2 separate regions of the Hordeum vulgare genome follow, and region 1 is linked to region 2. The links are chromatin contacts, called in public Hi-C maps. All regions are on one chromosome and are shown on one strand. The core of a region is the stretch at or near the end of the contact, and the rest is flanking DNA. Distances in the headings are between cores, read along the strand shown. Region 1 holds the start of LOC123445340 (probable histone H2A.4). Region 2 holds the start of LOC123414845.

Region 1 (6,562 bases), core at 2,592-5,091, 280 kb before region 2:
TGTCCGAAAATTAGAAGGGGTCTATATATAGGCAAACGGGGGGGGGGGGCTCGGTTAACCGGAATTTCGTTCCGGATCCAACCGCGGGGTCGGATTCGGACGATTTCGAGCGCGGGAACGGGTACGTGGCCGTGTAGGGTGGTTATCCGGAGACGAGAGGGAGAACGGGCGGCGCGGCACGAATTTTTAAAACACCGACAAACGTCCGACGGTAGATCAAATACGGTGCCGCTACGGTCGACCGTTCGGGTACCAGACGGTCTCCGATCGCGACGAAATTCGACAGGCGGTCTAGCGATAACTAAACACGACCGCACGTCAAATCTCAACCCGATCAGAGAAAATTTTGAACGCACTTTTAAAAACAGGATTTCGACGGTACCGCGGGCGCGTGCGTGTGCGGTCGGGCTCGGAACTGACAACGACGCGAACCGGCAACTAACAACGGATGCAAGTTTTGAAAACTGGCGGCAACGGAGATGCCGATGCAATGCTGATGATGCGCATGATGCGATGATGATGCGACAAAAGAAAATAGACACGCGACGAAAACGGAATAAAGGGGGGAATCTTTGGGAACGCCGGCATCGGGCTATCACACTCGCAGCCGCCATGCCTTACTCGCTCGCATCACCAAGCTCGGCCCCAGCGTCATTCCTCGCCTTGCAACTACGCTGCTCACGCTCGCAGCAGCACCACCCCTACGGGTGGCTGGCCCCCTGCATCGCAGCGCGAAAAAAAGCTCAAAGCCCTGGCGACGCTCCATTGCTGCTCCGGTGAAAGCTTCATTGCAGCCACGACGGGCACCAACGACCCCGGTGATGCTCCATTGCAGCTTCGGTGAAAGCTCGATTGCAGCCACAACGAGCTCCAACGACCCATGGCATGCAGGCGACCCGGATGATTTCTTTGAAAAAACTGATTACAACTCCTAAAATCATGTAATCTGATTACGTTAACATTTACTTTACCATTTCTACAACCAAACAGCTCCTAAGGGCATGTACAATGCATAGTCGCAAGGTGATGCCCGGTATGCCATGTAGGATCGAATGTCAGAAAAAGTAGGTTCGGATAAGGAAGCGGAATCTTATGCAGGAGGCGGGTGCTTGAAGAGAAAAGGTGTGGTCCGGTGTAAAAAGCTGAAAAAAATTTGAGTGAAAAGTAGAGATGCATGTGTATGAGAGTCTTTATTTTTCATTCTTTGATGAGGCATCCTGATGGTAGCTTACATTGGAGAGAAAGAGTCAATATAGATGTCTTAAACTACTTTTTATCACGAGGCATCTGTATTCATATGCCACCATTGTATATGTCAAGTGAAACAAACACGTACTAAGAGCATCTTCAACAGTCGCGCTAAACAACCGCCCACCACAAATTCACCCATTTTAGCGCGCACACAATCGGCAGAGTGTCTGTAGTGGGCGCGCAATAACCGCGCGTGCGGCATATAGAGTTGGGCGCGCGGTCCGAATCGCCATCGCGCGGTGCGTATTTGGGGCGTCCGCTTCCGCGCGCGGCACACGTGTGCGCTCGCGCCGCACTCTCTCCACCGCGCCATCTTCGCCCCGCACGCGCCGGCGCCGGCGAACTGACCCGATGGACACGCGCCGGCTCCCTCCTCACCCGATCCTACAGCCGCGAACCCTCCGTCGCCGCCGCCGCCGCAAACCCTAGCGCTGGGAGCGTTGGCCTCGCCTCCGCCGGAGCTCCTCCGAGCATCTGCCTCGCGCGCGGCCTCTTCATGCCGCCGTGGATGACCTTGGCGGCGGGCATTGTCGCGTCGGCGCTCGCCGTGATGAAGCCCTCTGCACCCCCTCGAAGCTCCCAAATGCGGCGCGACCGAAGAAGGGCAAGATATCCGCGAAGAAGAACAAGGTGGCGGGCGCCTCCGGCACCTCGAAGGCATCGAGGAAGAAGCTTGCAGGGAGTATGAGGGACGAGGAGGCTACCGAAGCGCCGACGAGCTCACTTGTTGAGCCGGCGGCCGACGCGCACAATGTGTACGACGATATTCCCCAAAGGTAGAAAAAATCCCCAACTTTTTTTGTTATTTTTTGAATGCATACATATGGATAACTTATTTGCGTTGTTTGCATTTTGAACTTGGTTTGCATTTTGAACTTCGTTGAATGATGTTGTGTGCATGAATTTAAACTTGTGGGCATGAACTTTTGGGCACGAACTTAGTTGAATGATGTTTGTGATTCAAATTATATGACATGTGCTTTGTGTTGATGTGTGAAATTGTGTTGATGTGTGAAATTTGTGTCCAAAATGAACAAATGTGAGCAGCGAACTTGGTTGAATGATGTTTGTGATTCAAATTATATGACATGTGTTTTGGGTTGATGTATGAAATTTGTATCCAAAATAAACAAATGTGAGCGCCTGCTGCTCACGCGCTGTGCATTTTAGCGCGGCGCACCGCGCCAAACGTGACGATGGACGCGAATTATCACAGCGCGGCGCACCGCGCCAAACGTGACGATGAACGCAAATTATATGACATGTGTTTTGTGTTGATGTATGAAATTTGTATTAAAAATGAACAAATGTGAGCGCATGCTGCTCGCGCGCTGTGCATTTTAACGCGACTGCGGAAGCCAACGCATGGTCACGCTGCAAACGCCACGCCAAACGTGATGATTGGCGCACCGCAAACCAGATCGGCACGTTGGAGGTGCTCTAAGGGTGCAAACAAGCAAAACATGCCCAAAGCAACCAGATAAACTCAAGAAATCGGTCTTAGCGTGCAGCAAAAGAGAGACGACAATCAGTCCTTGATATTTTTCACATCTTCACAATTTTATTACAAAGAGGCATTCACAGTTTCCCTTCCCCTCCCTCTCTCCCTTGACCTACGAACTTATACGAACATACAGCGGTGTTAATCAGGTTACAGAGTATAAGCTGATTGGCACCTATGCGGAAGCCACGCAAAATAAGTACAAACAAGCAGCAATCGATCCATGGCAACGACGGCATGCAGCAACGACGACGACGACAACTTGGTGCGTTACGGTTCAACCCAGACAGACAGAGAAACAGAGAAGAGGGAGGAGAGGGTGAGATGGGGCACCGGCATAGCGAGTGCCGGGCCTAAGCGGCGGCCGCCTTCTTGGCGGGGGACTTCCTGGGAGACTTGGTGGTGCCCGCCTTGGGCTCCTTGGCAGCCGCCGCGGCGGGCTTCTTGGGAAGCAGCACGGGGTTGATGTTGGGCAGGACACCTCCGTAGGCGATGGTGACGCCGGCCAGCAGCTTCCCGAGCTCCTGGTCGTTGCGGATCGCGAGCAGCACGTGCCGCGGGATGATCCGGTTCTTCTTGTTGTCCCGCGCCGCGTTCCCCGCCAGCTCCAGGAGCTGCCAGACAAAAAATAGAAAGTAAAACAGAGGCGAATCGGAGCCAGTCTCGCGGCTGGCGCGCGCGGCCCACCTCGGCGGCGAGGTACTCGAGGACGGCGGCGAGGTAGACGGGGGCGCCGCTGCCGACGCGCTTGGCGTAGCGGCCCTGCTTGAGGTAGCGCCCGATGCGGCCCACGGGGAACTGGAGGCCGGCCTTGACGGAGCGTGAGACGGCCTTCTTCTTCGGCCCGCCGCCGCCCCGGCGCCCGGCCGCGCCGGCCTTCTTCGGCGCCTTCGCTACCGACTCCATCGCCGATCCAGAGCTCCGAAGCTTTTCCTCTTTGCTCTCCTTTTTTTCGCCCCCTTTTCTCCCTGTCGATTTCCTCGGGGTTTTTTTTAGGCTTGTTTTGTGCGGTGGAGTGTGCGTTTGTGCTTTCTGTGTGTTTCTGTTCTGTGTTTGTTCTCCGGGCGAGTATGGAGGTTGGGGGGCGGTGCTTCCATCTGGAGCGCTGGCGTCTTGGGGTCGACGGACGCCAGCCGTTGGTGGGCCTCGGCGATCCGTGTGAGAGGGAGAGCAACCAATAGGACGATGAGAGCTTGCAAATGTTTTTTTTTTCTTTGAGCAAATGTTGTGAGTGCTTGTGGATTGTGATTTTGGTTACACATAGATATGGCGGGGCTATTCGGCCTCGGGCTTTTTAGTTGGGCAGCGCTATGCGTCGGCGCTTCGAAACTTTCGGTCGGTTGCACGCAGACCGCACCATCAAAACTGTTCTTGCAGCAAAATACCTCGATGTAGCAAATTTTGATCACGATGCAGCAAACATCGGTCACGATTGCAATAAAAATATGGTTGTAGCAAAAAATATAAACGTGATCATAGTAAAAAAATACGCCGATGATGCATGGTATCAAAACAAAATGTGGGTTGTAGTAAAAACAATCCGGTGAATTCGGGTTGCAACTCTGATAAACGTGTATGCAATTTTTTAATAAACGATTGCAGTAAAAATGATATCGGTTGTAGCAAAAATTAACACGGTTGTAGCAAAAGTAAAAAACACCGGTTGTAACAAAAAATCCGATGAACTGAAGCTGCAACCAAACGTATATGCAGCTTTTTACTGGTTAAATGTAGCAAATAGAAAACGCTTTTAGCAAATATAAACATTGGTTGCAGCAAATTTAGACGAGAAAAAAGTTGGATGCCTAATCAACTGCATGCGCGGGTCGCGCGCCCGGCCACAGGCGTTTCCTTTTTTAGTTTCTTTAGCGAGACTCATAAAAAGCTCAAAATAGATGAATTGTAGGATTTTAATTTACAAATATCGACATACTAATGTTTATATATATACTATGAGGAGAATAATTAAATTAATGTTTTAAAACAAGAGAATGCCACTATATTGTATGTCAAGTCTGCTAGAGCTTAGAATTTCAAGGTTGGGCTTTCTAAAAAAGGTATGGTTTGTGGTCTATATACTTACCATTCTGGACGAGGTTTTTGGAATCATGATGGCATGTAATATTATTTTTTATCTTAACAGTGTCGTAATTCTATGATCATGTCACTGTCGTATGGTCATATTATTGAAGTGTCAACAAGGGTCTCATACTATTGTTTTGTCGAGGATATCAAAACACTATAATCAAGGCTTCGAAGGTTTGTTCTGTTAGGTGAAAGGGGCAATTTCTTTATCCTAACACGCAAAACTTGAGGGATATGCTTAAAAAGATTAGAAAATGGTTTATAACACCAAACAAAAATCATGGGCCTAGCTCTTTATTTCAATATTTGTTACAAATTGACATCCATCTATTCAAGTGATGCTTTTCCATGCCGAATATTTTGGTAATTTTTTTCTAAAATGTCACCTCTCCCTATGAAGATATGGTTATGGTGCACTTGCAATGCATAATATGGCAACAGTGTATCGGTTGCATTTAGCACCGGTTGTACAAGTGAATATAATGATACGACAAGCCTAGCAAAAATAACTTATAGAAAAAGGCCATCCTTGGTAATGATTGTTGATTTCCCAATTTTTTATTAAGAACATTATAAGAAGGGAGATGAAGCAACTATGATAGATAGATGAGGTACAAACGTTTAAGATATTTTAGCCGATTTAGAAGATAAATTAAATTGAATGCATCATAGTAATTGTGCTTTTATGGTTTTCATTACATGTCTCACTCTGCAGTAACTACAACTAGGAATGATACATGATTCTATTATTATTATCCTAACATGGCGTGCACCTTGACTAGTAAATACAATCACGCAGTATAGCTTTGCATTATTCAATTTTATATAACCAAAATCATACCAGGGTTGCCAATAAATATTAGACCTATTACCTAAAATTAGTAGACGCCATGAATGCTAAAATAGAAAGCATATTAGAGTTTTCAAGAAATAGTAAACTTCATGAAATGCTGAGCTCTTATGCATTCCATGTTGGCAATACATGATAACCACTCTGTGTAACTTTCTTTGTGTCACGAGGTTTTATTATAGCCTTTAAAATTTCAGATACCAAAAATAAACAAGCCAAGTTTTATTACTACGACGATGAAATCTAAACCTCGCTAACCCTTGGAATAGTATAGATTTGAGAACTTGGCTTTAACATGAGTATGACCGTGTGTTTGATAGCAATTCGTGGTGCCTCCCGACCATCACCACATGTGATTTACGTAGTCATGTGTACGTGTTGGTGCAATGTCTTGCCCCCTTGGGTTTTGGAAGTTGTTGTGAAAAGTAGTAAAAGACTTATTTGTCTGCTAGTGCGCACAAAGATAAATAGTCTCCAATGTATCGGGAACAATGCTACAGTTGGCGAGAAGTTTGGATTGACTTCACCGAGAAGTATGTGCGTTGAAGAGAAGAGAGATATGCTTCAAGAAGAAACAATATAGAGAAGATTGCATGACAAAGTTGGCCTTAAAAAATATTGTGAAACTAAAGCAATTGGTATTTAGTGTGTCCAAGAAGAAATGGCTACAGTCAAGAAGATTGAAGGTGAAGCGAAGACATTGCATTTGTTTCGTTGTTCTTCTTTGTCTTATTTGAGTCATATGACCATATTAATATTGAGAGGGTATAAGTATTTTGAGACTTATATCTATTGTGATTCTTAGTCGAAACCTATGGGAGTTTGAGAGAAATCTCTTTGTGTGCTAAAACATTCAGCCAGAGACATTGATCTTC
Region 2 (6,671 bases), core at 3,917-6,416:
TCCTACGACAGATAGCATAGCCTGAAGTCCTCAACCCCGCTGGCGGCGGCGTTGTAACTTGTAAGTGGGACTCGAGAGCCTGAGCTGAAGCTGTTGAACACGGCATAATTTCAGAAATCTGGATGTCAAACCTGTTGTCACTTGCGGATTCAGCTGTGCAGTTTGATTTCTTAGTTTATTATTTGCTTTTTTGACCATATCTCGCTTGAAGGAAAGCATACGGACTCCCTGTCATGACTGATCAGTCAAGAGCGTGACCTGTGTAAACCTCATGCGGCCTGCGTTGCCATTAATGCACTGGCTAGGTGTAGTAGAGTGGTACTGTAGCCAGAAGGAGACCAGTGGCGTCGCTGTCGCAGGAATCTCGATGCCACGCCTCCTATAGAGAGGCATACTCGTATAGAGAGGCGTACATACGTACGCCGTAGACGTCCAGCTCAGCGCACGCCAGGAAAGAAAGTGAAACGGCCACTGGAACAGTCCAAGAAAAGCAGGCATCAGTATCTATCCACATTCTTTCCCAATCCTATACGCTTACGTAGACCAGTGATTTTATAAGATGCACATGATAGTTGATTTCTAGTCTACTCACTCAGTTCGATGAAAAGTGTACATATAGACATTTTAATATAAATTATGAAGTGAAGTAAAAAATTCATTGTAAAGATACAAGGCACCATCTCTGTCCTCTTTAATAACCCAATCCCCAATGAGCTAACTGCATGTAAAAAGTAAGGAGACTATGTGTAAAATGTTATTGATCTTAATTACCATATGATGAGAAAGAAATATTTTTTTCTATTTTAAAGTGTATTGGAAAGATAAAAGTACACTCTTTTATGGACAAACTTTAAAGCCAAATATACCCTCTTCAGTGGGCGGAGGGAGAATATAAAACTCTATCAATATCTACAGTGCTAATTCCTAAAAAGCAACATCTACAATACCAAATTGCTGCTTCATTAGAGTCATTATATGACATATCTATATATTATTTTATATTGTAGATCTTAACAAAAATTATATGTATTGGGCCGAACTTTAAAAAGTTTCACTTAGACAATTCTATAAAGTCGATTACTTTGGAACGGGGGAGTACGTTTTTCTCCCTGAAAAAGTGTACATATGTTGAGGCACTGATACTCTTTTCAAAATGTAATGTTAATCATTAATTTCCTTTTCCCTCTGTCCGGAATTACTCGCCGTAGAAATAAATGTATCTAGACGTATTTTAGTTCTATATACATCCATTTATATCCATTTCCGCGACAAGTAATTTGGAACAAATGGAGTATTTATCTATTTGTGTTCACTAGTGTAAAACATTTTGGAAGTTAATTTAAACTGACAAAACGTTCTACATCAGTGAACAAATGGTGTATTATAAACATAATAAATCATAATATCATGAACAATATATAATAAAAAAGTATGCATATGATTTCACACATACGATTGAAACATTTTCAAAAATATAACTTCCCAAAGATTTAAAAGTTTTTCAACCTTTTAAAGACGTTACATAAAAGTAAGCTTTTGGACAACATTTGTCAAGAATTAGAAATAAATTAATGAAAATTCTTAGACAATGTTCAGTAGTATATGTGCTTTACAGGCTCCGTGTCGATGGCTAAATGGCCATGCCTTAAGTAGAAATGTGTTTCATCCTGATACGGCTCCAAATATACCATCGATGGAAATCCGTACATATGCATTATACAATAGTATACAAAGACTTTTCTTCTTGTTGTTTTGATGATGGGGACGTAAAGTGAATATTTATTTGGAGGTCCTGAACATTATCACATATGTCTATTTAGATTATGGGGAATAATAATGAAAACATAACTGAAAGCCATGGCACCTATTTGAATATCAGATGTCAGTTTGAAAGCAATTCATGAAAAATATATTTTAAAACAAAGAAATAAAAAACTATGAAAACGTTTTATAGAAACATACAAATATTGTCCCAATAAGATTTACTATAATAATCAGATAAAATATTAAAAATACCTATTGGAAGGAAATATTACGAAAATAATATAAAATATATTTTTAGAGAGGAAATACATTTTTTTGTAAAATACTTATTATATTTTTTTCAAAATTCCTTGGTTGAGCATGTCTCATTATTATCCATTTGTAAACTCTCAACGTATTTCATAGCCTTACTAAAATACAATATGACATTAGCCTACAATTTTTTTCACATAGCCCACATATTTTATAATTATGTTAGAAACAAGAGCATATTTTATAATAGCATTTCAACAAAAATATGGCACTCATGTGTATATCAGATAATACAATATAAGGTAAGGAATATAGAGAAAATGTGAAAAGAATTATTTATAGAAAAGCTAAAAATGTTCAAAATAGTATTTCACTAATAACTTACAACAACCATAGAAAATGTATTAGAAATTTTACGGAACTATTGGTGGTATAACATAAAGTTTATACGAAACAAAACATAAAAATAGAATTTTAAAATTGACTTTAATATAATAAAATGTTTAATTTGACTGCACTGTCTGCTTAAATATTTTGTTATTGGTATGCATTATCCTAAAAAATTAACAACTTCACTAAAATATCCTACAGTTCTTTGTCCATTTACCCACATCTTCACTTATAAGTTTTCAACCAAGCAATGACACTTATGTGTATAAGTTCAAGAAAAATATCACTAAGATGGATTTATGGACTAAGAAACATTGGAAAAAAAACATGAGAAAAAAGGTTAGAAGAATAACCAGATAAAATATAAATAAAATTGAACAAAGCACTGTCAATACCTAGAAATTTATTGTTTTAAAACACAAACAACTTTATAGAATATTACTGTGTTTACCTTCAGTGAATTCCTGTGTTTCATATTCCTCATTGTTATGCACTAGTGAAGTTCCAAATATTTAATAATCTTACAAAAATGTTATGTTATTTATAATATATTCGTTCCCATTTACCAACATATTTCCATAACTTTTGAACAAAGCCACGTCACATGTTTTTACGTAATATAAACTAGAATGTTTATACAAATAGCATGAAATTTATGAAAATCAGGGTTATTTGCAAAAAAGAGTACTAAAATGGAAATAAGAAATATAGAATAGTTTTTTACTTTACTAAAATCCTTATTAAACATTCTTGGTGTTATGCATTAGTAAAGTCACAAATATTTATTAACTTTGCAAGACAATATGTTAATTCATCATATAAACTTTTCTCAACTTACCCACGTATTTTGTAATAATTTTTCAAAAAATGCCAAACAAGTGAAAGCATTGCCCTCGAACAGTATTCACTGGAGCAAGGGATGGAATCTTTGATATCTTTGTCACCTGAGGGACCAATAATGTTTGATAGTGGAGTTGACGAAGCAAACTTAGATTTTTGAATAGTTGAGGTACACAGAATCATATGAGACCCGAGGCATACAAAATCTAAAATTTCATCGTAGTTCTTACTGTAATATTTTGGTAGCATGGGATTTTTGTTTTTGGCTTGATTGATTAGTTCATGAATTAATAGCTAGTTTCAACAATAAGGTTGGTTATTTTGGACTAATATAATGCATGAAAGTAAGGATAACTCCGGTGAGGGCATAAAAAGTGTGACGCGCACCTTCTAACTCATAGTCATGTCACATTTGCTAATGTCAGACGGAGAAGCATATGTTAACTGTCTACAAAGATTCAAGAAAAGAAAAAAAAGATTCAGCGCAAATGTCTGTGCATGCTCACGCTTCTTAGGGTTGCCTGTTCGTTTAAAGACAATTAAGAGACAATGCATTATCTATACATGCTATCCTTTTCATTTCTTACTCTCTTTTATGTGGAGAATATATTTTTACATTTTTTTATGATGATCGCGTGTAGACGCCACAGCTGGCGCATACACTCTTACTCACTGCCACGTGGTCGCGAAAGGATCAGCAGTGATAAGATTAGAGCTGGAGCGAGCACCTTGAAGACCCGGAGCCGTACGTAGGGTCCTCTTGAATATTCCATGCAGTGATTTGTATATGTACACGTCCACACAAACACTAAAATGCTTGCTTGCCAGTCCTTGTAGTCGATCGTACTGCATGCATGCATGGTTTCAAGCTAGTGGTCTGTTATGAGCTAGGTTCAATTAATAAATTCGACCCCCCTAGACATAATACCGGATCCAATTAACGGACGACATGATGTTCATACAATTAATTAGCTAGAGGTGATGCATGCGCATGAGCTTGGAGATAAGTAGTAGCAGCAGCCTTCTAGCCCTCGTCATCGTCTGAGCTTTTGGAGGCAGCCGCGTCGGTGAGCATCTTCTGGATCCGCTCCATCGTCTCCGCCTCGATGTTCCTCTCCACCCGGTCCTTGTTGTAGGACTCGAAGAACTCCTTGTTTTCCTTCTCCAGCTCTTTCCACACTGCCAGTAATGCTCCCACCTCTTAGTGTCTTACATATATTCACATGAAATGACACAAGAAGTAGCTACTCTAGCAAGCTAGTATAATAATCTAACCTATGGCAAAGAATTGTGCAGTTAGAAACTTACACTACGTACAAAGGATTAAGTCAATTTGAGCTGAAGCTACATGCTAGCACGCACATATTTCCTTGTATGTCTCTAAATACGACACCATCATAGCATGGAGATCTCTAATTAGGCGGGGCGTATATGCTTTGCCCAAGCGGTTTGATTGGGGCACCACCTCCTTTGTCTAAAAATACACCCCATACTATATGCTTTCGCAGTAGTTGCATGCAGTAAGGAAGATATATATACCAGTAGAAGTGACGACCGGGTTGATCTTGGCATGCTTCTCCAGGGCCTCCATGCACCCCTCCTTGTTCAGGTTGAAGCAAATGCACTTCTCTATCAGATGGTGCACCTGGAATCAATCAATCAATCAATCAATGGGGACACACAAAGATTCCGTCATCTGTGTCGCTTGATATAGTAGACACACGCGCGCACACCTCCGATCTACCCGCGCTTATAGAAGAAATCCCAACACGACTAGCTATGATGCATACCATTCTGATGTAGGAAGCCGAGGATGATGAGGAGTCGCCCATGGTGGATGAGCTCGAGGAAGAAGGCTGACGCTAGCTAAGTAGAACGGGCCGGGATAGAGTGGTGGTACTGGTAGCTGTGGGCGCAACGAAGGCTGGCGATGAGGTAGAAATAGGGGAGGCGAGGGAGGGGGACGTGGAAGGGTTGGCACGTGGGTTCCGCCCTCCCATTGGAGGAGAGGTGGACGGGCAGATTTTTCCGGGCCCGCGCCTCGCTCTCGCATTGCTCTTCTGTGGCTGCAGAGTGCGGGCGAATGGCGCCGATCCCCGCTCAAACTACTTGCTTGTTGCTTCACCGTTTCTCCCTTGGCGTCTAGCTTGCGGCTCTTGTAGTGCTGGCTCGTGGTCTTTTTTACATGGATAGAGATTAACGGCGTGCGTGTGTGTCATTTCTTCTTTTTGTTTCCTCAAAACCGTGTGAAAATTTGAGGTTTGATAGACGTGTTTCTGAAGGGAAGGGGCTGGGTTGACTTTGACAAGTTCAGCTCATGGAGCGGATCAGTGGAGAGAACACAACGGTGGACGATGTACCGCGCTAGCTAATTCACTTCAGCGTGTGTCGACACACGCCGCGTGTTACTTTGACTTGATTTGAATTCGGACATGTGTTTTTATATCATCTGAAAAATTCTTAAACACTCATCTGTTTCCTCCGGCCGGTGCTTTTCGTGTACATACTCTACCGCGCAAACTTTCCTTTTTATCAACTGGCAGAAGGAAGGAGCTCCACATTTTTCTTAAATAGTGGAACTCCGTCTTTCTTAGACAGAAACACACCGTCAATACGCAAGCACGCGGCAGAAACAAGAACCAAGCCACATACTCTGCCGCATGCGAACTCATGTGCATCAACTCTAGACCAACTTGGCCAAGAGAAGCACCCTAGGCTCGCCACTAGCAAAACATGAGGGTTGCGAAAACAGTGTCTTGCAACACCAATGAAGGAAGTCCCCACTGCATCGATATGGCCCTGCATCCATACTGAGTAGGCTAGATTCGGCAACGACTCACACCGCTTAGCGAAGGACACATGTATCCTAAGATAAGTGCACATGAAAATTCACACTGCCACGCAACAACCATGCACCACAACCGCCACATGGAGAGAGAGAAAGAAGGTCTGGAATGGGATGGGCTGATCTAGGTCACTCAAGCTTCGGTGAAGATGGATCTGTGTTGCTTCGTCTTATTTCTAGCTTTTTTTGAAGGATTTTGCTTCTTCTTATGAGTATACTACGATATATATTAACTTGTTTCATGTACATTCGGGAGAGACGAAAATTTCTTGTAAGCAGACAAGTCACATGATAGTCCGTACTGTACCTTATCACATGCCTCTTCTAGTCTGCATGTACTCTTCAGGTGCAAATGGTACCGTTTAGGACATCACCTAACCCTTCTCACACATCGTTTCTGATAATTTGGTTCATTCAGTTGAGCTAATCAAAGAAGATTAGAGGCACGTGAGGGTGACAAATTTGCATCTACTCCCCCCCCCTTTCCTAAATATAAGTTTTTTTAAATTTTTCATTAAAAAACTATACGCAAATGTATATAGACACACTTTAATTTAAAGTATATATTCATTTATTTTGC

The links. Hi-C and Micro-C count contacts between places; a contact is called where the count stands out from the background.
Region 1: a contact with region 2 is called in a Hi-C map of leaf, with 2.6 times the contacts expected there. The contact joins the promoter of LOC123445340 here to the promoter of LOC123414845 in region 2. A contact is called at or near these places in 2 of 6 Hi-C or Micro-C datasets (leaf and seedling) and 1 of 1 datasets of contacts at active chromatin or transcription factors (embryo).

Annotation. Positions count from the first base shown.
Region 1 is chr1H:461,259,946-461,266,507 of MorexV3_pseudomolecules_assembly, reverse strand. LOC123445340 (probable histone H2A.4) reads right to left here and starts at 3,841. Exons shown (of 2, transcript XM_045122316.1): 1 at 3,440-3,841; 2 at 2,772-3,366. The coding sequence starts at 3,658. The coding sequence ends at 3,106.
Region 2 is chr1H:460,981,693-460,988,363 of MorexV3_pseudomolecules_assembly, reverse strand. It overlaps LOC123414845, which reads right to left and starts at 5,166. Exons shown (of 3, transcript XM_045106684.1): 1 at 5,037-5,166; 2 at 4,786-4,891; 3 at 3,993-4,425. The coding sequence starts at 5,078. The coding sequence ends at 4,271. LOC123445333 (metal tolerance protein 5-like) reads left to right here. Exons shown (of 6, transcript XM_045122305.1): 6 at 1-197. The coding sequence ends at 15.